2 separate regions of the Sus scrofa genome follow, and region 2 is linked to region 1. The links are chromatin contacts, called in public HiChIP or PLAC-seq maps. All regions are on one chromosome and are shown on one strand. The core of a region is the stretch at or near the end of the contact, and the rest is flanking DNA. Distances in the headings are between cores, read along the strand shown. Region 1 has its middle 52 kb from the start of CHST3. Region 2 overlaps DNAJB12 (dnaJ homolog subfamily B member 12).

Region 1 (6,873 bases), core at 2,711-5,210:
TGCTCTTTGTTTTGTAAATTTTCCCATAGCGGGGGGGGGGGGGGGGGTGGGGGGGTGGGGGGGGGGCAAGAGGCCCCAGCTCCTCTGCTGCCAGGCCTTGGAGGGGGATTTATGCCCTTGCAGACCACGGATTAGCTCATCAGCTGTGTGCTAGTCTATCTGCGCTTTCCAGAGCCCGGCTGCCCAGCCAAGGACTTGGGCTCAGTGGACCCTGGCTTTTCCATGGGTCAAGATGGGTCAGCTTTCCTTGGGCTGGGTCATATGGAAGGCATGCCACACGGGCTCCCTGGGCCATGTGCAAGGAGAGAGAACATTCTTCCAAACAGAGGGGAGAGGGAGGGTGTCGAGACCCCAGTGAGCCTGCAAACAGAGCTGGGAGCTGTGACCGAGCGCTGATGTCCTAAAGCTCAGCCAGAGCCAGCAGCAGGCCAGGGACATGCAGAAATAGCTTCTGTGAAGCTGCAGACATGCCAAGTCAGAGAGAGATGTCAAGATTTCTCTTTGATGAAAAAAAGGACTAGAGTTAGATAAGGCCACGGTTGAGAACAGCTGGAATCCAGTAAGTACCTAACTGTTAACTGGCTACTTGTAGTGATTTTTACAATATGATCTTGTAGTTGATCTCACTTAATTGACCCTAGAGGTGGTAGTGGTGGTTCTCCCAGAATCCCCCAGGGCCGCCCCCCCCCCCTTTTGGTCTTTTTGCCTTTTCTAGGGCCATTCCCACAGCTAGGGGTCTAATCAGAGCTGTAGCCACCAGCCTGCGTCACAGCCACAGCAACATGGGATCCGAGCCATGTCTGCAACCTACACCACAGCTCACAGCAACGCCAGATCCTTAACTCACTGAGCAAGGCCAGGGATGGAACCTATAACCTCATGGTTCCTAGTCGGATTCGTTAACCACTGTGCCACAACAGGAGCTCCCCCCTGGGGGCCCTTTAAATAGGGGTTGTCCAGAGCCCACTCTGAACTGACAGCACTCATGGCCTGAACCTAGCCAGAACACAGATTGGGACTTGAACCCACATGTCTGGACTCAAACCCAGCCTAAATCCAGATTGGGACTTAAACCCACAGTTTTAAATCAGAATCACTCACCCAGTGTCTGGACTTACTGAGGTTCAGGTTCTTCATGCCTCTGTGCAGAAGGAATTAAGTGAGAGATAAAAGTGATAGGCAAGCAATAGATTTATTAAGATAGGACGCCCGCGAGAGATGCAAGCGTGCAGGCAAGGAGGCTCCGCCCCAAGGATTAGGAGACCTACAGTTTTATCATCCAAGGGGAGTGGGGGTGGGAAAAGACCACCTCGTCCTCTTCCTTGGAGGAATAGCTCCTCCTTAGTATGCGGTAAGGTGTGTATTTAAATCAGCAGAAGGGCAGTCCTCCAACTCCTGCCCTTGGTCTGAATCCAAATGCAGGCCTCATCCCACCCCCCACCCAATGACCTGAGGCAGTTCTTGCACTTCCATTCATCAGGCAAGCCTGCCTCGTTCTGATGGCTTTCTTGAGCAATTATTAATGTACAGTGATCTCCCAAAGTCCCCTAGCTTTCCCTCTCTATCTGTGATCCTTTACTGGGGCTTCAACAACTACCTGTGCCTACTCCATCCCTATCAACTCCAGACCAGCTGAATCAGTCTCTGAGGGCAGGGGGAGGCTGGCTCTCAAAGTGTGAGCCAGGGACTGGCAGCACCAGCAGCACCAGGGCACTGGTTAAAATGCAAGTTCTCAGGCTCTACCCCTGACCTACTAAATCAGAAGCTCTGGGATGGGGCCCAGAAGTCTATGTTTTACTAAGGCCCTCCAGGAGATTCTGCTGCATAGGAGAGTTGGAGTCCGTCATGGCTCAGTGGTTAACAAATCCGACTAGGAACCATGAGGTTTCGTGTTCAATCCCTGGCCTCACCCAGTGGGTTAAGGATCTGGCGTTGCCGTGAGCTGTGATGTAGGTTGCAGATGCAGCTCGGATCCTGCGTTGCTGTGGCTGTGGTGTAGACTGGCAGCTACAGCTCCAATTAGACCCCTAGCCTGGGAACCTCCATATGCCATGGGTTCGGCCCTAGAAAAAGGCAAAAAGACAAAAGAAAAAAAAAAGAAAAAAGAAAGTTTGAGAACCAGTGGGTGCTTTGAAATGCATGTCTAGAGTTGAAAACCACTGGGTTAGTTTAGGAAGTTCTGTTTTTGTTGTTGTTGTTGTTGTTATTTTTTTGTCTTTTTGCCATTTCTTGGGCTGCTTCAGCAGCATATGGAGGTTCCCAGGCTAGGGGTCGAATCAGAGCTGTAGCCACCAGCCTATGCCACAGCCACAACACGGGATCCGAGGCATGTCTGCAACCTATACCACAGGTCACAGCAACACCGGATCCTTAACCCACTGAGCAAGGCCAGGGATAGAACCCACAACCTCATGGTTCTTAGTCGGATTCATTAACCATTGCACCACAACGGAAACTCCCGGAAAGTTCTGTATTTTTGTAGTAAGTGGTATAAGCAAGGGTTGAGATTCGTGGCCTCTTCAGCAGTGGCTTATGGGCTCCTTGCTAAGGTTCAGAGTTCAGCTGGGCTTAGGGCAGCTGGGCTGTCCTCCCTGTAGGAGGAAAAGGGACATGACTTTCTGTTCGTAGAACATCTTCTTTGTACATAAGTGAGAACAAGACAAAAATTATCATCACAATTAATATTGCTGCCCACCCTGTCCTATTCTTCACACCAATACAGAAGAGGCCTCAGACCTGCTCAGGACATCCTGGACGAACTGTATTTTGAGAATCTACTGAAATGCAAAGAAGGGGAGCCCAGGCTCCATTAGCTGTGTCTTAGTGAGTTCCAGCTAAGCTACGTTCACACCCTGCAAACATAAAGCCTTTTTCTTGGGTTTTGGCACATTCTTCACAATCTCAAGCCTGGAGGAATTAATTTCTCATTTCGGAGTAATAGAAGAGTTGTGGGAAGTGGGTGGAGTGGGAATTTCTAGGAATCACAGCTTTTTTTTTTTTTTTTCCATTCATTTCTTTCTTTCATTTTCAATCTGATGTTCTTGTCTGCGCTTCCTGATGCTCCACCCAGCAACTGTCACTCTGTCTCGTCTGGGAGTCATGAGAATTGAACACCATATTGATATTTTCAACCAGAAGGGACTGCAGTGTACTTTCGGTTTTAAAGCAACTAGAGGATGGAGTCTGGCTAGAACTCTATAACCTTCTGCTTTCCCAGCCTGGAAGGAGGGTGTGTGTGTGTGTGTGTGTGTGTGTGTGTGTGTGTGTGTGTGTGAGCGTGCGTGTGCCTAGGGTAGCAGCCACAACATGCCCTCCATTCACTTTCCCCGCATCTGGAGAAATCTGTGACCCTGATGAGCCAGCTCCTGCCTCCTTAGCATCTACAGGAGAGAATAGAAACCAAGGGCAGGTGGAAGCTTGCTAGAGGTTGCTATTGGCTCCTGGGGGCAAATATCGCTCTCGGGCCCATCCCATTTGATTGCTGAGCACATCAGCCTCATGTACACGCCTTGCGCCCCAGACGCGCCCTGGTCCTCACTTGGTTATTACCCATCCGCCTCTTTCCTGTCTGTCTCTGCTGCTCAGGGCTTCTGCTGGCAACCCCGTGGGGTTTCTCCTTAGTTTCTTCCAAGTCTGCTGGGCTAAGGGAGATGTCTTAGATTTATTAAAATCAGTCCCATATTGGGGCCAGATGCTTCACAGCAAATGAGGTGGTCAGGACCGAGTGAAGAAACAAACAGGAGATGAAGGAGGCCCAGCGGTGAAGGGCAGTCTCCTCCAGCGCTTTCTGAAAAGTCGCCTTTTCTTGGGGCAGCCTCTGCTCCCTCTCTCCTCCCAAACCAAACATTTGCTTATGTGTTTTTGTAAACTTCCACGTCTCACTCTGGGGCCAGCAGGCCAGCGTTTGCTGGGCTGTTTCTTCCTCTCTGCGGACAGGGGCAAGGAAGACGGAACACAGGAGTCCTGGCAAGCGTGAGCTGAAGGCCCCGCAGGAAGTCGAGAGGGAGCGCCAGCCCTGTGGGGGGACAGCTGGCAGGCGTGGCTTTCCGAGTTGGGTGGGGAAGTGGGCAAAGGCCAAGGCTTTTCTCCTTCCTAATTGCACAAGTCATAATAATAATGATAAACATGATTTGTCATCGTAACAGCAGTGGTGATGATAAATCACCATGAGGCATTGTATTGGGGTCATCACACTTCTCTTTTCACTTAAAAGACCCCTGAGCAGCACTTTTGACGTCATGATTAGCCTCCTTTGTACTTAAAAACTGAAACTCAGAGAGGTCCCATGAATCAGGGATGGCGTTGCATCCTGATGAATGAAAGGAATACATGTTTGTTCAAGAAACTGCTTAAAATTCAGATAAGTAATTTACTGTCAGCAGTTTGGTTTATGTTTTTCCGATCACTGCTCTGGGCAAATATATTCACATTATGGAGAATATTTTATGTCAATGAAGTTTTATAGACTACTTTTGTTATCTTATATGTCCTAAACATCTTTAACTGTCATAAAAAGTCTTCTGGATGGTTATTTTAATGGCTGTAGAGTATCCCATTGTATGCGTAAACCATAATTTATTTGACCACTTCCTTAGTATTCAACACTTAGAGGGTTTTTTTGTTTGTTTTTCACTATCGTAAACAATGTTTAATGTTTTAAAACAGTAAATCTTAGCATTCAGTCCCAGTTATTTCCTTAGAATAAATGCCTGCGCTGGATTTGCTGGATGAAAGGATATGAAAAAATGTTATGGTGTTTCTTGTATATTCTCAAACTTTCCTCTAAATTCTCCCAACAGATGAATGGAAGTTTCTCTCTACCTTCGCCAGCACTGGGTTTTGCTAATTTTAAAAATTGTCGCCAATTTAAGAGGTCATTATTGTTTTGGTCTGCATTTCTTGGCTGTCTGCCGAGTTTGAGCTTTATGCTGATGTTTATTGAGGGCTTGTATCTGGAGATCTTTCCTCCAGCAACTCCGCATGTGACGCTTCTCTGCCTTGCTCTGCCCTGCTGGCATTGAAAGCCAAGTTCTAAAGAGAGTCTCTGGTCTGCTGCCTCTTTCTTGGCCAGGATCCCATAAGCACTGTTTACAGAGGCAGATGACATGTGCAGGGATTGCCCAAGATCCGAGACAACTGGGCTAACAGTTAAGTGCCTTTTATTGTCCTGTCACCAAGGAAGGACAAGGGTGCTGAAGGCCCCAAGCATACACATGTCCACACAGTGTTCTGAGGCAGAAAGGCATGGGTTTGCAACCTGGATCCAAGGTGGGTTCACCTCTCCAAGCCTTGGTTTCCTCATCAGGAAGATGGGCGATGATCAAGCACCCATTTCACAGGGTTGGGAGGATTATCCAAGGAGCTAATGCATGGAAGGCACTGGGCACAGTGCTTATCAGCACATAGTACGTGCTCAATAAATCATACCAGTTGTGACTATCTGGAGGGTTTTGAGAGAGGTATTTTGAGTGGGGAACAATATTACAAATGTACACTTGCTTAACATGTTCTTAAATACACAACCAGAAGTTCCTCCTTCGTGGCTCAGTGGAAACAAATCTGCCTAGCATCCGTGAGGATGCAGGTTTGATCCCTGGTCTTGCTCAGTGGGTTAAGGATCTGGCGTTGCCTGAGCTGTGGTGTAGGTTGCAGACCCAGTTTGGATCTGATGTTGCTGTGACTGTGGTGTAGGCTGGCGGCTACAGCTCAAATTCGACCCCTAGCCTGGAAACCTCCATATGCTGCGGGAGCAGCCCTAAAAAGCAAATAAAAAATAAAAAACAAAACCAAAAAACCCCCCAAAAAGACACAACCAGTCTTGTCATTTCTGGGAAGCTAAATCATTAGAACTTCATTTTACTTTCTTTAGTCCCACCTCTGACCAGGCTCTTAACAAAATAGCTACCATTTATGAGCACTTACTATGCTCTAGGGCCCTTACATCTGTTATTTTACTTAATCCTTACAACAGCCCCCTAGGTAGATACCATGCACATCCCCATTTTACAGATGAGGGAACTAGCACCCAGACAAGTTGAATACTGTGCCCAAGGTCCCACAGTGAGGAAGCCGGCAGAGCCAGGATTTGAGATCAGGCTCCAGATTCCATACTCTTCTCCTCCTTGATACACAGAGTCTAATATTGGCAAAGATGATGGCATCGCTGTCTCTTTAAGTGCCCAACCTCCCTTAAATTCCACTTCAGTTTACTCTTCAAGAGGTTGCACTTGGCATTGCCAGGGCTCTGTGAGCAGCTCCCGAGGTAGACACTGAATCTCCTACAGCCCCTGAGAACAGATGCAGAGGACTGGATGCCAAGCCATCCAGGCCCCACCACTCTGTGCCTCTCTGCTGGATCCTGTCCCAGAGAGTTCAATGACCAGAAGTTTTGGCAGGGTCAGCCAGTGAGCTGTCTCCTGCTGATGTCTTCAGGGCTCCACTCTGCTCCCATGGCCACATGACCACAGGGCTCCACTCTGCTCCCATGGCCACATGACCACAGGGCTCTCCTAGGACAATGGAGAAGTCAGGACATCCACCACAGGACTGGCCATCCTGCTTCTGTGTCCAAGATGAACTGTGCTGCAGTGAGGTCCTGGGCCTCTTGAGGACACCAGTAGAGCTCAGGGAGCTGTCGCTGCAGATATGGACTGAGTTGTTGCATTGTCAAGGGCAGAATGGAGCTGGTAACTACCCTTGAACCAGTGAGGCCCAAACTACTTCAAATTGTGCAGTCCTGTCAGTCCTTTGCGGGGAGGGACTGACACGGATATGGGGTCTGATGGTGGGTTTTAGTTTTCCCTGATGAGGAATGTATTGATACAGTGATTACAGATTAAGATACATCAGAGTCACTGATTAATTTCCAGTGAA
Region 2 (6,873 bases), core at 1,717-4,216, 270 kb before region 1:
CCTCTTCAACATGTTTTTTGGAGGTGGCTTCCCATCTAGTAAGTCCCCCAACTCCCACAGCCAGGTCTCCCTGGTAGTGATGTTGGGAGACTGGATGCCAGCCTCTCCCTTTCCCAGCAACCCCACTCCTGACTCAGCGCCTCTGACCCCCAGGTAACGTCCATGTCTACAGCAACGGCCGCATGCGCTACGCATACCATCAAAGGCAGGACCGCAGGGAGAACCAGGGTGACGTGAGTGAGGAGGGTGCTGGGGGGAGGACAGGGAGGGTGCCTGGTCCCACCCAAGTGGGTGAGGCCTGGGCTGGGTAGTGACATCCCTGGCTGAGTGTTCCGAAGCAGCACTGCCCTCACAGTTCTCACTTGGAAGCCCCCTTGGTGCCCCTGGCATTCTTCTGAGCAACCCCAGAGGGAGCCACACTCCACATCACCCCCAAAGGGAGTAGGGGTTTGAGGCCTCTGTAATCAGATGTCATGCAGAAACTCCTCTCCCTGCAGACAGGTTCCAGTGTGAATGCCTTTGTGAGGTCCATTTGTTCTTAAGGCCAAAGTGACATTTTCCAAGCAATGGAAAGTCAATGAGAGAATTGTAAAGGATGACAACATAGAGCTGGGTCTTCTTGCTTCTTTTCACCACCCTTGAAAAATGTGTACAAAAAATGTACAAGAAGACAATGCCTCAAACCTGTTTTGAATGCTACACATAAGAATAGCTGGCTGACCAAAATGAAAACAGTTAAGATTAAAATACTGTGGACAATGGCAAAGCATTTAAAGTTATGGCAGGCTGAGGGGTTCCGTTTAGCTCTGTCATTGTGGCCTCCTGTTTTTATTTATTCACTTTTTAAACTTATTTTGTGTGTATTTAGCATAAAAGAGAGTTTTGTGTGGTTTTTTTTTGTTTTTTGGGGGGTCTGCACCCACGGCATGTGGAGGTTCCCAAGCTGGGGTCCAAGCAGAGCTACAGCTGTTGGCCTACACCACAGTCACAGCAACGCTGGATCCGAGCCATGTCTGTGACCTACACCACAGCTCACGGCAATGCCGGATCCTTAACCCACTGAGCAAGGCCAGGGATCAGACTCGCAACTTCATGGTTCCAAGTCAGATTCATTTCTGTCGCGCAATGGGATCTCCCAAAAGAGTTTATAAGTCACAAATTATCACACAATGAACAAATTTATTAATTTTTATTTATAATTTCTTAACTGGAAATTTTTTTTTTTTTGACTTTTTTTGACTTTTTAGGGCCGCACCTGTGGCATATAGAGGTTCCCAAGCTAGGGGTTGAATCTGTGCTACAGCCACCGGCCTACACCACAGCCATAGCAACACCAGATCTGAGCCATGTCTGCTCATAGCAATGCCAGGATCTTTAACCCACTGAGTGAGGCCAGGGATCAAACTTGTGTCCTTGTGGATTCTAGTCAGATTAGTTACCACTGAGCCACGACGGGAACTCCTTAACTGGCAATCTTTAAATTGATAATATAGTCATATGGTTCAAAAATCAAAAAAAGTACATGTAATGGAAGTCTCCCTCCAGCCCTGCCACCCATTCTTTTGGAGGCAGACACTTGTGCTCATTTGGGGGAATATTCTCTCACAAATAAACACATATGCCAGCCTCCCACCCATTTTTAACCCCAGTTGCTGCTTTGTTTTATCTCAGGAAGCTGGCAGGTAGAGGAGCTTATGTATTTGGGGGACCTGTGGGAGGGAGGGGGAGAGAGTGGCACTGTGACCTGTCTGCATGGCAGCTGGCTCCTGCCACCTGAGCTCGGTTGTGCTGGGGGAGCTGGTGGCAATTGCAGCTAGCGTTGCACTTTCTCCCAGGTCCAGCTTGGGTGACCATTGGCTTTTCCCTCCAGGGTGGGCTGGGGGTGTTTGTCCAGCTGATGCCCATCCTCATCCTGATCCTCGTGTCAGCTCTCAGCCAGCTTATGGTCTCCAGTCCACCCTATAGTCTGAGCCTGAGGCCGTGAGTATCTGTAGCTGGGGCGAGACGGGTGGTGGGTAGACATGGGGTCTCAGGCCCCATGAAATCCATCCCATTGAAATCCAGCATAGAAAGCTGCTCAGAATCAAGAAAATAGACTTTCTCTGTTGGAATTCCTTTTTTTTTTTTTTTACTTTTTTGGCTTTTTAGGGCTGCACTCGTGGCATATGGAAGTTCCCAGGCTAGGAATTGAAATCAGAGCCACAGCCACAACAACGCCAGATCCAGTCTACATTTGTGACCTACACCGCAGCTCATGGCAACGCCAGATCCTTAACCCGCTGAGCAAGGCCAGGGATCAAACCTGTGTCCTCATGGATACTAGTCAGACTCATTTCCACTGAGCCACAATGGGAACTCCAGATTCTTGGTCTTTTTAGGATCACAGTCTCTTAAGAAAACACAGTGAAACCTGCAGATCTTTTCCCTGGAACACTGCAGGCACACACAATTTTGCATGATTTCATTGGCTTTGTGACACTCTCCCCATTTTATCTACTGGCCTTAAGAGCTTCTGCTCTTGCAATCTGATTGGGGGCCCTTGAGACCCTGGCAAGAACAGAGGCTTTAGAGTAAGAGTAAGAGTGGCTCCTCTACTAATTAAGCAGCTGTGAACCCTGGACTAATTACATAACTTCTCTGAGCCTTGGTTTCCTCATCTATAAAATGGAAATAGCATCTACCTGCTTGTGAAAACTAAATGAGTATACACATAAAGTGCCAGGCTCATCAGAAATGCTTGACACCATTCGTTGAATGAATATATGGTCTTAACCACCAGTGGTGAACTTGGGCAAGTTATCTGACCTTTTAAGGCATCAGCTCCCTCCCCGCGCCCCTGCCCCCACCTAGTGGCCAGGCTCTGCCTCGGAGCCTGGCAGGATCCCCCTCAACCAGCAGGGGGCAGAGTCGGTCCACTGGACCCACATCAGCCAGGGCAGCAGCTCTGTGGCCTGATGCCAGCTTTTTTCTCTGCAGCTGGGGAGCTGAGAGGCAGCAGCAGGCAGGCAGGGGCTGTGCTCACTGAAGCACTGACTCCTGTCTGCATGCTAAAGTTTTTCCCAGAGCCTGCAGGTGGAGCTGAAAGATAAGAATCCAAGAGCTGGAAGGGTACAATTCTTTGGAATTCCTCCTGTCGTTGTGTTCCTAAGCCTCGTAACTCTAGACTGGGAGCTCTTGGGGAGCCAGGCAGGCCCTCAGCAATGCGACTGGCCTAGGAATGAGTGAGGAAAAGAAGGCACAGGGATCTCAAGTCACATAGCTCGTCAGAGGTGAAGCCTGGACTCACTCCAGGATCCAGACTTCCCTCAGCAGCACCCCCTCCCCCCAAGAAAGGCCACAGTTAGCATGTGGTAAGCAGTGAGCCTGAGCAGGGCCTTGCTGTAGGCTGGGCCATTTGTACTGGAGGGATACCCTGCCTTTTCTCCAGGCCCTCCCTGGGGTAGTGCGGAGTTCCTGCTCTAGTTTGGGAAGGAAGCAGCTACTCCTGTGGCCTCTATGGCACCTCCTCTGGCAGACCCCAGTCAGGACCTGAGGGCCTGGGGACCCAAGCCCACTTCGTGCCTGGTGTATGTCTGTCCAGGTCGGTGGGCCACGTCCACAAGCGGGTCACTGACCACCTGAACGTCGTCTACTACGTAGCAGACACATTCTCTGAAGAGTACACAGGCTCCAGCCTCAAAATGGTTGAACGGAATGTGGAAGACGACTATATTGCCAATCTCCGAAACAACTGTTGGAAGGAAAAGCAGCAAAGTGAGTGTGTGTCTGTATTTGGGGTGCAAAGCTTGGAGCAAGGAAGGAGAAAGCCCTGCTCACCCAGTGATGTGTGGGCCCAGCACCTGGCGCTGCCCTGCGCCAGCCATGTCCCAGCCAAGAGCTGGACTCCACCCCCATGTTTCCCTGGGGATGGGAGCCAGGGGCCACCTGGAGATTGCCTCCAACTTGCCGTAGATCACTTCAGTCAGCCCGTTGTTTGCTTGCCGTGGGTGAGTGTATAGAGGGAGATTGGAGCACGTTTGGCCACCCACTGATGGGGCATCTGGATCCATCTTTGGCACCCGGAGCGGGGAGGTCTGACCAGGATGACATTTTCTCTCCTTGGCTGGCCTCAACTATACTACATAGAAAGGAGCCTCTAGTCCGCTCCCAAGGGGGACCATATTTCCTTGTCCAGGGTCTACCCTAAAGGGAAGCCAGCTCTGCCCCAGCTCCTGGGCCTAGAACTGCCTTCCCCGTCCCCCCACAGGCCAGGCAGGTGTTGTAGCACCTTAGGGGTGAGCCTAACCCTGCTCCATTGCTTTGCAGAGGAAGGCTTGCTGTATCGGGCCCGCTACTTTGGCGACACAGATATGTACCACAAAGCACAGAAGATGGGCACCCCAAGCTGTAACCGACTGTCAGAGGTGCAGGCCTCCCTGCATGGATAGTCCTGGGCCAGCCGTGCCACCGAGGTCCAAGTATGAGCCAGGGCCGCCTCTGCCCTGCAACTCCTGGCAGCTCCGGCCCTGGTCATGAGGCAGAGGAGAGTGGAAGGAGGAGGGAGGGAGGGAGCCTGGTGATCATGGCACAGTTTCCCTGTCCCCAGCTTGACCTCCACTGTGCAAAGATGGGACAGCTCTGGCATGCACTGGGAAACTATAGTCTGTCTCAACCCTCTAGCACTCTTCCACCCCACTGCACTCCATACTCTGGAGCTGTGGGGTGCCCAAGAGCCAGAGAGGAAGGGGAGCCCAAAGCTGCTGCTAAGGGCCACTCATGCCTCCTTGGTCTACAGCCATCGAGTCACCATGGCCTGTTCCCAAGTACAGCAGACTATCAATCTGAGCCCTGGGATTAAGGCCACCAAGTATTGCTGGGTCCGCAGTAGGCCCCACACGTCCCCTGAACCATGGGGGAACTAGTGGATCAAGAGCCCTTCCTCTTCGCTGTCCTTCTAGGCAAGAAGAAATGGAACCAGAGGGGGGGCAGCCAGGCAGCAGGCCGAGGGGGGGGGGCACACCCCCAGGCTGCTCCTTGTCTAGTGGGATCAGAGGTGCTTTTGAATGCCACTGCACCTGGAAGCCTGGAAGCCACAGGCATCCGGCCCACCCAGGTGTCTCACCTGAGGTCTGAGGAAGGAAACAGAAGGTCATGAGTTCAGAGCTGAGCAGAGAGCCCTCAGCACAGAAGGGGTGGGGAAAAAATGAAAGGTGCTGGTAGCAGGCTTCCTGCTTCTTTACGCTTGTGTGTGGGTAGCAGGCTCTGTTCCCAGCATTTGCCAAAGGGGACAGCTTGGACTAAGCCCAGAAGAGTGTGGGCAGAGCCGGTGAAGGTTCTTTTTTGTGTTGGTTCCCTGCCCACCCCCTCCTCTGTCTGTGTTCCCTCAGGGGCGGTCCAGCTACAGACTCTACTTTGAGGCCTTTCTGGCTAGTGCCTCTGGGAGGAAAAGAGACTGCAGGGGGCGGTGGGGGCGGGGCTGAGATGGGCAGGACAGGGCCAAGGAGCTGGCTGTTAGTGTGGGCTGAGTTAGAGACTCCGGGGCACATGCTGCCAAGCTAACTGTTACCACTCTCCTCCCCAGACTATGAAATCCCTGGAGAATTTTTGGTGACGTGCACTGAGCCAAGGTGATGGACTGTATGTTTAAGGAAAGACATAACAAGAAAAAAAATTAAAATGGAATTGGAGGCCGAATGCCACACAACTGCCCTCTCTCTCACCCAGTAAATGCAGAAAGCTCTTAGAACAGACAGGAAAACCTGCCACGGGGCTGCTTCCCTTCCTCCCAAGGATGGCAAAGGCTCAGGCTCCACATCGGCTCTCTCCTAGGATACAGAAACCATGGCAACGAAAGTAGAATGTAAAACTTGCAGCAAATGTCTATGGGAAGGGCTGGGGGAAGGGGCACCCAGCTGCCTTTCTTCCCCCTCCCTGAAGCCACCACCAGTCACCTCAGTGGAAGCAATCAGAGGTGTTGGCCAAGGAGAAAGAGGAAGATGAAAGCGAACTCTCCATAGAATGTAATTTATAGATGCGTGTATATGTATATATCTATTTATATGTAAATAGCATATATAAAGAGATATATATATATATAGCCTACTTTTTAAACTATGCAGGGATTTGGTTAAGTTGTTCAGTTAATTTCTTCCCTGTTTTAGAAAACAGCTTGGGGAAGGTAGCCTGGTCCTTCAAAGGCTAGACATTAGCCATAGCTGACAGCATAAGGAAAGTCGGGTCCTAGCTTTTAACAGTCCCCTCAACCCCAGCCTGGTTTTGATGGCAGCAGCAATCATGACAGTATAAATCTGTGGAAAACTTGGAAGGTTGCCAGGTTTATGGTTAAGCTGGGGGCGGGGGCAGGGTGTGGAGCAGGCTGCAGGGGGAGAAATTCCTCCTAAGGCCAGGCGCCAGGTTAGTATGGAGTCACAGTGGAGGCCCCAAACGGCCTGTAGGGATGAGACCACCCCCCTACACCCCACCCCGCCAAGCTCTGGCCAGCTCAGGTGGGCGCTTTGCCTGGTGCCCAGGAGCCCTCTGACCCCTAGCCACAGAGAACAGCAGGGTTGGCGGGGGACCAGGTTCTGCCTGACCACCAGCCCCCTTTAGTTCCTAAATCAGTTTGGCCTTATAGGTGCCCCAGGGCACAGCCCCATTGTTGCTACTGATTTTTCCTAAGTCGTGGAGCAAGGACTTTAGATGGCTTTTTCTCCAAGATTCAATCAGGTGGTGCCCAGGACGCTGGGGCAGCAGCCAACTCCTGAAAAAAGTCCATGACCATGGACATCTCTGTCTCTACCCTCCATGGACATGACGCCACCCGGCCTTCTCTTGCACATTGGACAAAGGATGCACCTGAACCATTTTCTTACTTTCACCGTCAAATGAGGATTT

The links. HiChIP or PLAC-seq counts read pairs in DNA pulled down with a chosen protein or histone mark.
Region 2: an H3K27ac HiChIP or PLAC-seq map of skeletal muscle shows a contact between it and region 1, with 3 times the contacts expected there. The contact joins two enhancer-like sites. A contact is called at or near these places in 2 of 2 datasets of contacts at active chromatin or transcription factors (alveolar macrophages and skeletal muscle).

What each region holds. Positions count from the first base shown.
Region 1 is chr14:74,899,383-74,906,255 of Sscrofa11.1, reverse strand. No RefSeq gene overlaps it. Among named protein-coding and RNA genes, the nearest start is that of CHST3, 52 kb to the right of the region's middle. Within about 2 kb of position 3,960, at least 20 of the 83 cell types and tissues checked have an H3K27ac peak or open chromatin away from gene starts, as enhancers often do. A contact at or near this core is called in alveolar macrophages and skeletal muscle, where this site is marked.
Region 2 is chr14:75,169,619-75,176,491 of Sscrofa11.1, reverse strand. It overlaps DNAJB12 (dnaJ homolog subfamily B member 12), which reads left to right. Exons shown (of 9, transcript XM_013983329.1): 5 at 1-38; 6 at 154-233; 7 at 1,871-1,980; 8 at 3,581-3,753; 9 at 5,561-6,873. The coding sequence ends at 5,610. Among named protein-coding and RNA genes, the nearest start is that of DNAJB12, 17 kb to the left of the region's middle. Within about 2 kb of position 2,966, at least 46 of the 83 cell types and tissues checked have an H3K27ac peak or open chromatin away from gene starts, as enhancers often do. A contact at or near this core is called in alveolar macrophages and skeletal muscle, where this site is marked.